Regions from separate parts of the Pan troglodytes genome. Here region 2 is linked to region 1. The links are chromatin contacts, called in public HiChIP or PLAC-seq maps. All regions are on one chromosome and are shown on one strand. Each heading gives the region's core, a stretch centred on a gene start, on an enhancer-like site or on the middle of the called end of the contact. The rest is flanking DNA. Distances are from core to core; before and after follow the strand shown.

The links. HiChIP or PLAC-seq counts read pairs in DNA pulled down with a chosen protein or histone mark.
Region 2: an H3K4me3 HiChIP or PLAC-seq map of stem cell-derived excitatory neurons shows a contact between it and region 1, with 8 times the contacts expected there. The contact joins the promoter of LOC129137710 here to the promoter of COPRS in region 1. A contact is called at or near these places in 1 of 1 datasets of contacts at active chromatin or transcription factors (stem cell-derived excitatory neurons) and 1 of 1 other capture datasets (stem cell-derived neural stem cells).

What each region holds. Positions count from the first base shown.
Region 1 is chr19:35,743,891-35,749,779 of NHGRI_mPanTro3-v2.0_pri, forward strand. COPRS (coordinator of PRMT5 and differentiation stimulator) reads left to right here and starts at 2,245. Exons shown (of 4, transcript XM_001174701.6): 1 at 2,245-2,401; 2 at 4,645-4,711. The coding sequence starts at 2,303.
Region 2 is chr19:36,053,201-36,059,089 of NHGRI_mPanTro3-v2.0_pri, forward strand. It overlaps LOC129137710 (collagen alpha-1(II) chain-like), which reads right to left and starts at 2,874. Exons shown (of 3, transcript XM_054671127.1): 1 at 2,732-2,874; 2 at 1,631-1,844; 3 at 44-1,463. The coding sequence starts at 2,874. The coding sequence ends at 711. It overlaps MIR193A (microRNA mir-193a), which reads right to left and starts at 615; the gene lies at 529-615.

The sequences.
Region 1 (5,889 bases), core at 995-3,494:
GGTGCACACCACCATGCCTGGTTAATTTAAAATTTTTTTTGTAGAGACTGGTCTTGCTATGTTGCCAGGGCTGGTCTCTTAAACAGTTGGGCTCAAACAATCCTCCTACCTCAACCTCCCAAAGTGCTGGTATTATAGGCATGAGCCATTGTGCCTGGCCAGAGTTTTTAAAAACATATTCAGAATATTAACATCTTGTTTCTCATTTGTTGCAAATAATTTTACCCCCAGCCTTGTTTGTGGTGATTTTTTTTTTTTTTTGAGACAGAGTCTTGCTCTGTGGTCCAAGCTGGAGTTCAGTGGTGTGGTCTTACTGCAGCCTCTGCCTCCTGGGTTCAAACAGTTCTCCCTGCCAAAGCCTCCCAAGTAGCTGGGATTATAGGCACCTTTTGTGGCGATTTTTGATGCCCAGAGGTATTTTGTGTGTGTATGTGTGATGTCTGTTTTTAAAATGCTTTGGAAGCTCTTCCTGGTGCTGAGAACAACTCTTTTTCCCCAAGCAGTTAATTTTGCCAACACTATTTGGGCAGTTATGTTTCTCTCTGCTGATTTGTGATGTTACCTTTATTATATATTAAATTTCTATGAGTATTAGAGTCTACTTTAGAACATTTTTATTTTAAGCTTTTGTACTGTTTTCTTTTTCTTTCTGGTTTTTTTTTTTTTTTTTTTTTAGACCAAGTCTCACTCTGTCGCCCAGGCTGGAGTGCTATGGGGCAATCTCTGCTCACTGCAACCTCCACCTCCCAGGCTCAAGTGATTCTCCTGCCTCAGCCTCCCTAGTAGCTGGGATTATGGGTGTGTGCCACCACGCCTGGCTAATTTTTGTATTTTTAGTAGAGATGGGGTTTCACCATGTTGGCCAGGATAGCCTTGAACTGACCTCAAGTGATCCGCCTGCCTCGGCCTCCCAAAGTGCTGGGATTACAGGAGTGAGCCACCGTGGCCAGCCCCTGTTTTCTTGTCATTTGTTTTAAAATAAGAAAAAAATTCCTCTTTTTCCTGTCCCTTAAGTCCTGGGATGTTTAACATTCTTAATCTTATTTGGCACTTTAATTTTACAAAAGAGATATGTAGATTAGGGAGCAAAGAGGATAGTGGTAGTCTCCTTAACACAAGGCTATAAGGGTGGTCACCTGGGGTCATCACATCCCTGTATCTGATTCTCAATATTGCAGGTTATGAAAACACATCTAGCTAGTACACCTAGAGTTGCACTGTTAGAAACAGTAGCTCCAAGGCACATGTAGCAATTTAAATTTATTCGAATTATTCAATTTATTCACATTGGCCACATTTCAAGTGCTCAGTAGGTATATGGTTACTATATTGGACAGTACAGATAGTAGAACTTTCATTTCCACTTCCACCATTAAAGAACGTTCTATTGGACATTGCTGACCTAGAGGCAGTTAGCCTTGGGGATACTGACTCCTGTGTAGGAACATCTACATATAGAACAAAAATAATATCGAATATTATGTGTCAGTTTTATGCTAAATTTTTTCAAATGCCTTTTGTGTTGTACAAACAACACAGTCTTTGAGGGGGATGAAGGAAGAGGGTCTCATGTCCTGATGTTGACGTGATTAGCACACCTTGAGCTGGTTTGTTATTAGAGGTTAGGCACTGTGGGGAAGGCAGGGAAGGCTGTCTTTCCAGTTGGGCTGTTCCCAGCTCAGGCCCTGCCTATCCCCAGAAGCCACCTTTCGAGGCAAAATGGGAAATAATTAGGTTGTCGGTATCAGGCGTTGAGCATGGAAATACAGGAATCCCGAATGTTCAGGATTATTATGAGTAAGCGTCGTGGCCTGTATTCTGTGTCCACTGCATATTGCAGTTTGTGTCTTAATCATCTATCTTGGTTTCTAATGGATTAACTTCAAAGACGATCATTAGCTCAAGGTGGAGGTCACTGGGTTGCTCATGTGTCTTACCCACGCGGGGTTTTGAAGCTGGAGCACACCCCGAGTGGCCGAGTAGGGTACGCTTGGCGTTTCACACGCAGCTAGTCGTGCAGCCTTAGGATATGCACCGAGAGGAGTTTCTAAAATCCGTCTCCGAGATTGTTTCAGATTTCGCGCTGGGAGGGAGGGGCGGGCTCCGCGAGGCCGCGCGCCCCGCCCCCTGCACCGCCCCGCCCCCGCTTCCTCGTGACACCCCCGCGCCCCGCCCTCTTGGCCGGTACCCACCCCCTCCCCAGGCTGATTGGCGCTTCTGCGGCGGATCCTCCGGCGGGCAGGCGGGCCGGCGCGTCACGTGGCCCACGGCGTCCAGGGCGACCAGCCGCGGGCCTCAGGGCATGGACCTTCAGGCCGCCGGGGCCCAGGCGCAGGGGGCCGCGGAGCCGTCTCGGGGCCCGCCGCTGCCTAGCGCGCGGGGGGCGCCCCCCAGCCCGGAGGTGAGCGCCGCGTGGGGGCCGGGAGCAACAGCCAGCCGCAGCCTGGGGCGGGAAGTCGCGGGGCCGGGCTGGGCGGGGGCCGCGGGGCCGGGGAAGCGCCTCTGGCCGGCCTCGGGCCGCCCCGCGACACGGAGCGCTGTTTGGGCTCGCGCTCGAGCTGAAAACGGCCAGGCCGCGGGGCCGCGGGGCCGCGGGGCTGCGGGGCGGGGAAAGCCGAGGGCGTGGGTGGGCGCGCCGGGTCAGCAGGGAAGGCTGTCCGCCCGCTGGGCGCCGCTGCGGATTTGGTAAATGGGAGGTGACGCTGGTGACCGAGAGCCGGGGCCCGCTGCCAGGAGCCTGGGCGAGGGCCAGGTGAGGGCGGCGAGGAGAGGGACTTGACTTTACAGACCTGTGGACCTCTGTCCGTTGGTGGGGATGCCAGCTGACCCTGAGCCCCAGATGTCACATGCGCGCTCCCCCTTCTCCTTACTGAAACCAGAAAGGCCCTGTTTGACGCAGGGTTTCCAGAAACTTGTTTTCATGTAAGCTAGACAGCTCCTGGTTTTCCCGAGAACGTTACAGACCGTTATTACAGTTCTTACCTGTCCTTGTTTACAGTCTGTACCGGCTAGGTGCTGAGCGGCTTGAAGGTAGGAACCCTCTGTTAGGGCTGTTTGCCCAGCCTATCATAGTGCCTGGCACAGGAGATAGACATGCCGACTGGATGAATGATGCCTCAAAGATGGTACTTAGCCAAAGTAAGATATGAAAAATGCAGCGACACTTATAAAGAAAATTACTTTGGAGTGCAGAATAGAATGGGACTAATTTTGTCAGGGCATAGCAGGAAAGGATCAAGGTGAGAGGCTGGTGGTGTCTGCAGAGGCGTGGAGATGAGAAAGTGCAGGGCACATGGCCTGGAGTTGGGTCTCAGAGCATGCAGAGAACTATGCTCAACAGGTTGATGGGAGTGGGAGAAGAGGGGACGTGCGAATGCCATGGCTAATTTTGTGCTCTCTCAGTGGAGGGCTGTTGAAGGTTTTGAGCAGAGTAGTGATTAATTCTGTAAGGCTGGGCCAGATGGCTGGATGGGAAGGTGGTTAGGAGGCCGTGGCAGTGGTTTAGGCGAGAGGTCTGACTTCTCCTTGGGCGGCAGTGACCAGAGGTTGTCACTAACTACAGGGAGTGGAACTGAATTATTAAACCCAGACACGACTAGATAATGAATGCTGATTGGAGCAGGTGCCGAGTACAGTTTAGATGTAGCAGAAAAGATGAATTTAAATTCAAGAAATGTTACATTCTTGCCACATGCCAGGTGTTTTCATAAATGGTGTCTAATCATAAGTCCCCTGCAGGGTCAGAACAGTCACCCCCAATTTCTGGAGAAGAAAACGCAGGCACAGTAATTGAAGTGATGTGTTCAAGGTCACACTCTGAATGGATGGCAGAGCTGGGATCAAAATCAGGTCTTTTATGCAGGCAGGGAACATTTCGTGATTCATTAGAAAGAGGTCTTGGAGGTCATAGGGTTTCAGGAACTTCTGAGTGACGGGAGCAGAGAAGCATTTGGTTGGCTGTGCGGGAAGATTTTCAGTTAGATTAGAAATACTGCCTTCAGTGCTCAGCATTGCAGAGGAATTATAAAGCTTCCCCCACCTCAGTGTGTCGGTGAGGAAACAGAGAATTTGATAGAGTTGTTTACTAGCTATAAAGTTGTTAAGTAACTGAAAAGGTAAAACGTGTACCTGGGGGTGGCAACCGCAGGGAACAGCTACCAACCTATGGCTGAAGGAACAAAGAGATGAAGTTGATTAAAATTTAAAAGCTTAGGGAAAAGGCTCTGCAGAGCTGAAATTCCAACCTTTAAGGAGAAGGCACTGCCCCAGCTGATGGTAGGGGATCTCTGAGCTTGGAGGAGAGTCCTGAGACCCAGACCTCTAAAGACAAGGTGCAGTGATAAGACTGGCTCTGCAAGAGTTCGCAGAACTGTATACTGGATTCTGTGGCCACTATAGGAAGGCATTCCTGCTGCCACGGTGAAGTGTCATGAGGTGATGCCTACATGAATAGGAAGGAACAAGGCCCATCTCCCTCCAGCCTTGCTCAGTTTAACAGGGCAAAGCAGAAATGTGGGTGGCAGAGTCCCAGCCCTGCATCACCAAGGGGAGTATGGAAGACTGGGTGGGGTTGAGATGCAATAGCTGAATACTGGGCATACCCCAGATACCCAAGTCCTTGGTAATCATTTCTTCTTCCTGCAGGCTGGCTTTGCTACAGCTGACCACTCTGATCAGGAGAGAGAGACTGAGAAGGCTATGGATCGACTAGGCAAGTAGATGGCAGAGACGGAAGTTGGGGAGACCAAGGATGTGAGGAGAGGAATAGTCCCTCTGTCTCATTTACCTTCTCTTTTAGCCAGTCCTTTCTGCTGCTTAGTGACCTTCTCTGCCCAGTTGAACAGTACCCTCCTTTGGAAGCCTTGCTTGGAGCTTCCTTAAGGGAAGTTCTGAACTTTTCTTATGTACAAACCCATCCTTCTACCGAGAGAAACAGCTTGAAACGGTGAAAATAGTACAGCAGTCTCACCTTATTCCTAGGGGATACATTCTAAGACCCCCCCCCCGCCCCAATGGATGCCTGAAACTGCTTTTTTTTCCTCCTATATATACTATTTCTGATATGGTTTAACTTATAAATTATGCATATGTGATTAATAACAATAGTAATATAGAACAATTATGCCAGTATACTGAAAGTTACGTGAATGTGTTCTCTCTCAAAATATCTTTTTTTTTTTGAAATGGAGTCTCGCTGTGTCACCAGGCTGGAGTACAGTGGCACGATGTCAGCTCACCGCAACCTCCGCTTCCCAGGTTAAAGCAATTCTCCTGCCCCAGCCTCCCGAGTAGCTGGCACTACAGGCACGCGCCACCACACCCAGCTAACTTTTGTATTTTTAGTAGCTATGGGGTTTTACTATGTTGGCCAGGCTGGTCTCGAACTCCTGATCTCAAGTGATCTGCCCACCTAGGCCTCCCAAAGTGCTGGGATTACTGTGAGCCCACGCTCCCAAAGTGCTGGGATTACAAAGGCATGAGCCACTGTGCCCAGCCCCCTGCCGTTTTTTTTTTTTTTTTTGAGAGGGAGTTTTGCTCTTGTTGCCCAGGCTGGAGTGCAATGGCACAATCTTGGCTCACTGCAACCTCTGCCTCCTGGATTCAAGCATTCTCCTATCTCAGCCTCCCAAGTAGCTGGATTACAGGCATATGCCACCATGCCCGGCTAATTTTTGTATTTTTAGTAGAGATGGGGTTTCACCATGTTAGCCAGGCTGGTCTCGAACTCCTGACCTCACATGATCCATCTGCCTCAGCCTCTCAAAGTGCTGGGATTATAGGTGTGAGCTACCACGCTTGGCCCCTTTTTTTCTTTTTCTTTTTTTTTTGAGATGGAGTCTCACTCTGTCACCCAGGCTGGACTGCAGTGTCGCAATCTTGGCTCACTGC
Region 2 (5,889 bases), core at 1,624-4,123, 310 kb after region 1:
GTTGCATCGGTCAGGGAACAAAAGACCGGCCATTGGGAACACATCCACAAAGATCCATCTTTAATGAAATGGTGTTTGGGAGAGGAACAGGGGCTTCCTGCGCCACCGGGCCAAACCTCCGCTTCCCACCTCCCCAGGGGCAATTCTAGAAGTCAGGCCCCGTTCTCCCCACCCCCAAGCTCAAGGTTGCCGCCCTGGAAAGCACAGCAGGGCAGGCCTCGGTAAGTGGCAGGGCTTGGCCCATGGGTAAGCCGGGTCCCGTCTGTCCACTCAACCCAGGTCGCCGGGGCGCGGTCCACGTCTGCCCAAAGGGTACGGACCCCAAGCAGTGACCGACTCACACTTCCGAGAGCGTCGCTATTTCTCCAGCGAAGTGCGGGGATTTCCCGAATCACCGCACGCAGCCGGGGCGAGCGCACCTCACCACTCCTTCTCCAGCGTGGACCTGAGAGGCAGCCCGGCCGGAGCGCACGCCAGCCCGGGAGGAAGCCGGCCTGGGGCGAGGACCGGGGAGAAGACGCTGGTCCCGGGGGCCGAGAACTGGGACTTTGTAGGCCAGTTGATCCGACACCCTCATCTCGCCCGCAAAGACCCAGCCCTCAGCTCCCATCCTCGGAGTTCGGGGTGCGTCCCCGACGGGCTTCCCGGGGCTGGGTCCGGCCGCCGGCTCTGTGCACCGCGCTCCGCTCCGCCGAAGCTCTGGGTGTCCCTCAGGCGGCGTCCCCCGGGAAAGTCCACCGCCCCGCCCGACCTCGGGTCGCGGGCTCCAAACCCAGCCCTCCAAGGGTTACACGACGCTCTGCGGCCTCCACGCCACCCCCGGGCCGCCTCGGCTCAGGCCGAGGGACAGCGCTGGGGAAGGGGGAGGTGCGGGGACCAAAGCCTCCCCACCGCAGCCCCACTCCCGAGTGGGGCGCAAGAGTTATGCGCCGACAAACTTCGCCACGCTCCCACGCCGCGCCTGCGAGGCCCAGCTCCGCTCTGCCTCGGTTACCTGCGCTCAGCTCGGCGGGCGAGGGGCGCGGGGCGCGGGGCGGGAGCCGTGGCCGACCTCTCGCAGCAGGCCGCACCCTCCCGCAAGGCCGAGTCCGCACCGCTGCCTGGGCACGGGGGCCATAGCCGCTAGCCGGGGCCCGCGCCCCGACGTTCCGGGAGCCCCTCGAGCTCCTGGCCGGGGGCCGTGGCCTCGCTCGACCTGCCCGGGACCTGGGGGCCGCCGCCGCCCCCTCCGCTAGGAGAGCGAGCCCGGCGAAGCCGGGAGAGGAGCGGGGCGGCGAGACCCCTCGAAAGTTGCGGGGGTCGGCTTGCTCGCCGCGGCCCGACCTGGCTCCACGTGCTGGTGACACATCAGGAAGGCTGCGCGCCCCGCGGCTCCCGGCGGGCGGACGCGGCCAGCGCCCGCCCGCACCGCCTCCCAGAGCCGAGCGGACGGCGCCCCGCCCCGGCCCGCCCTTCGCCCGCCCCTAGGCGGCACCGCCCCCGGCCGCGACGCCCGCTCCAGCCTGCGGCACCGGCGGGAGAGACCCTGACGGCGGTGGGGGGTGGCCCGGGTTCCCCGCCCTGCCCCGGGGATGGGGTCCCGACGCGGGCGGCCCTACTCGACAGTCTGGAGTGCCTTCCTCCCAGTCACGCAGTCCTTCCCGCCCCGGAGCCCAGTAATTTTCCCTTTTCCTCCTTTGACCCGTCCGAGCAGCTGCCAGCGCTTCCTCCCGCGGAGACCGGCGCGGGGAGCCCCCTGCCGGCCGCTCCGCTCCCGGGCCGCGCCCCCGCCCGGTGGAGCGCGCCTGCCGCCGGCCTCAACTTCCCCATCTAGAACCTGGAGCCGCCGGGCACTTCTGGCAGGGCTTTGGTGGCAAAGATTATAAATTAAAGTGCCAAGCATAGTACCGGGCAGCATACTTTCTTGAGATGTTAAAATTTCGTGCTTTCAACTCCCAGTTCCAGCGGCCTACAGACAACCTCTCTTCCTGGCTGTGCTGTTTGAAAAGCTGAGTTCCTTTAGGGAGACTGTGGAAAAGGAGTGGGACAGAAAAGCTTTGAGGCTGAGTAAGAGCTGTCCCAAGATTAGCGAGGGGTGGGAGGTCAGTGGAATCCCCTTGGTGGAGACCTGCTGCCCCACTGTCTCTCCGGAGACGCCAGGATGTGGGAGAGTAACTGCGTGTCTCCTCTGGGACCTGAACCAGGCCTCTACCAAGATCCCCAGCCTCAAGATGGCCAGGATTCCAGGCACCGTGGGTGATGGGGAAGCCCAAATAACCACTGAGGTTGAGTTTCCCAACCTCTTCAGGTCGAGATTTGGAGCCATTTAAAGAAAATAACGTGACATATCTGTTTGTGTCCCGACATAGATATTAGCTATGTTCCTGCCTTCTCTTTCCTGGCCTCACCAACCCAGATCATGCCTTTAAATCTCACTATGAGGCTGGGCACGGTGGCGCACACCTGTAATCCCAGCACTTTGGGAGGCCAAGGCAGGATTGCTTGAGCCCAGGAGTTTGAGACCAGCCTGGGAATATAGTGAGACTCTGTCTTTACAAAAAAAAAAAAAAAAATTAGCTGGGCGTGGTGGCACACACCTGAGGTGGGAGGATCGCTGAAGCCCAGGAGTTAGAGGCTACAGTGAATTATGATCGCACCACGGCACTCCAGCCTGCGTGACAGAGGGAGACCCTGTCTCTAAACTTCACTTTGGTAAGGGTTGAGTGGTATATCTGGTTTATCTGATCCCCACATCGGGATCCCTGGGTGGGACATGTCCAGGAGCTGGTGCTCCCAGGAGTGCGTAGCTGGGGGAGGGATGGCGGCCAAGCGCTGGCAGAGATGCCCAGTGCTGGGGCATGGACAGCGCTGGCCCCAGGCCTCTGTAATCGCCATTTTGTGGGAGCGCAGGATTAGAAGGGAAGAAAGAAGATGCCCTGACGTTGCTGGAGATGCAGCCGGGGCTGGAGGGGGTCTGGAGTTAGTGCTCTGCTTTCTCTTCCCCTTTTATTGCTCGCTCCAAATCTGACAAACCCTTAGGATCTCTGAGACTCAGGAGCCGGGAGGAGCCGGTGTCCTGGGGGGATGAAAGGGCAGGGTTGTAATGGGTTTACCCCGGTGCTGATCCCAGAGAAGCTCGAAGAAGATTAAGATTTGCTCCCTGGGCCTGAAATCTCCCTGCTACCCCCTGACCACATCAAAGGACACGGCCGTGGGGGGTGCCTAATCCCATCAATGGAATCAAAGCTGGACAAGAAAGGAAATTCTTCGATCTTGGGGCAGCAGCAGGATGCAGCTCACTACAGAAAGGCAGATCGAGGTCCTGGCCTTTTCCACTGGCGGGAACATCCCAAGAAAGATCCAGTCCACAGGCAGATAGGGCCTGCCCTTTTCTTCCTGAGGTGGCCACTGCGGGAAGGTCAACCACAAGAACTTGGGATACCCAGCAGCAGGACTGGGCCTGCCTCCAGGGGCAGAGAAGGACCCCGGGGGCAGGGGGTGGGGGCTCACCCAACATCCCAACATCATACAGCTTTTCTGGCTCCCAGCTTGACTTCTGGAAGGGGCTTTTGCATGTGACACTCCTTGCCACCAGCGTTTCCCAAAAGGTGGTGCTCATATGAGAGATGGTTTTAGATGGAAAAAAATGTAATATGTAGTACTAAATATAAATTTTCTGAATATTGCTGTTACAATGAGGCAAAAATGGTTAAAGTGAGCCAACTCAAAGACAAGAATTTAGTAAATAATGTTATAGGTAGTATTCTGATATGACAACAATAATGGCAGTGGTATGCAAATGCAAATTACTAAAGTTAGAAAAATAGACCAGGCGCAGTGGCTCAGGCTTGTAAGCCACAAGCACTTTGGGAGGCCAAGGCAGGCAGATTGCTTGAGCTCAGGAGTTCAAGACCAGTCTAGGCAACCTGACGAAACCATGTCTCTACAAAAACAAAAAAACAAAACAAAAATTAGCTAAGCGTGGTGCCGCGCACCTGTAGTCTCAGCTACTCGGGAGGCTGAGGTGGGAGGATCACTTGAGCTCAGGAGGTTGAGGCTGCAGTGAGCTGTGATCATACCACTGCACCCTAGCTTGAGCAACAGAGTGAGACCCTGTCTCAAAAATTAAAAAAAAAAGAAAAGAAAAGAAAGAAAAACACTCCTTTCAATCATCTTTAGAGAAATGTTGCCTTAGAACAGTAGCTTTCAAACTCAGTCATGCCCCATGATAGGAAATACCTGTGTGTGTACGTATGTATATATGTGTATGTATCTATGTACATGTGTAAAACAAATGTTTTATGAAACAATTCTTATGCACTCAAATATATATTCTGTGTTACCGTTCCATTTTTAGAATGCTGTTTACAAGCTGTTAAATTGGTTTCACTTAACAGGGTTACCTCCTGCTGTTTGAGAACTTCAAGAACATACCGTGATGATGATGATATTAACATCTCTCTGTTATTTTTATTTATTTATTTATTTATTTATTTGAGACAGAGCCTCACTGTGTTGCCCAGACTGGAGTGCATTGGCGTAATCTCGGCTCACTGCAACCTCCGCCTCCCAGGTTCCTGCCTCAGGCTCCCTAGTAGCTGGGATTACAGGCGCCCGCCACCATGCCCAGCTAATTTTTGTATTTTTGGTAGAGACGGGGTTTCACCATGTTAGTGAAACCTGACCTCGGGTGATCCTCCTGCCTCAGCCTCCCTAAGTGCTGGAATTACAGGTGTAAGCCACTGCACCCGGCCCAGAAAGAGTTCTGAGAGAAGTCATAGGCATCCTGGGGACCAGAGGGAGAAAAGGGCTGGTGATAACCTGAAGTACTTTGTAGGTGACTATGGAATTTGTGAGGGTGATTTTCTCAGCATATTCTGCTTAGATGGCAATGCACCTGGGTTTTGTTTCTCTCGGCCCAAATGATCTGGACCAAGGGAGAGCCCCAGAATCAGGGGAAAGGCAAGCAGGAAGGGAAATCTTTACTGCAGAAAAACTACTCTGGCATTACCAGACTTGTCACTGCTTATGGCCTGTTTCGATTCCTCACCTTCTCTGCAACCTTCTGAGAGTTATTTCCTGCCTCTGAAGTTCAGTTTCCTCATCAGCAAAATTGGGACGTGATTTTTTTTCTCTGTGATTTCTCCCAACTTGATTGTTCCATTACTGGAGGATGAGAAGTTGAGTTTTCTTTTTCTGACCTTCATTCATTCAGCCAACAAATGAAGAGCCTCATTTTATATACCAGGGGAAGAGAAGACAGGACGCTTGCCCTCAAGCAGCAGCAGAGGGGTAAATTCCCCAGAAAGGAATCCATTGTCTCCAGGTGTTGTCATATTTCAGCAATGCCATGGCTGTGCTTTCAGCTGAATTCAGTTTTCCTGGATGATGGGGTCTGGGGAGGAGGCAGGTGACCTGAGGCTCCCTACCCAGGCTGGCCTTCTGCACGTGATGCTGAGGATGGCTCCTGGGAAGTGAGGTCACACAATGATCCCTACTGGCCCCAGGTCCCAGCCCTCTTACTCAGTGTTCTTTGAAATGCTTTCAGTAGCCAAAGCACATGTCTGGAAAATATTAGAGCCCTTGATCCAGAAGTTAAGCCTTTGGCCTATGAGCTTTATCTTTGCCCTCACTCTCTGTGACTGAATTGATTCTTGTCTTTAAGTTCCCACTCTGTGTGTGATGGTCACTGTGCCATGTTACCCCTTCAAGAAAGGGTTTGTCCCAGCTGCTTGGAGTGCTGTCAACAGACTGTCTTCTGCCATCAGAGCCGCCTAGTCTAAGCTCTCTGGACAGCCCACATCCAGTAGTGGTGGGGGAGGGGGGCTCTCCCTCATTTCACACCTGCTTCCCACCCTTTCCCAGGTGGAATAAGCATTCTGCACATTAAGCTCTGTCTAGGGGTCTGCC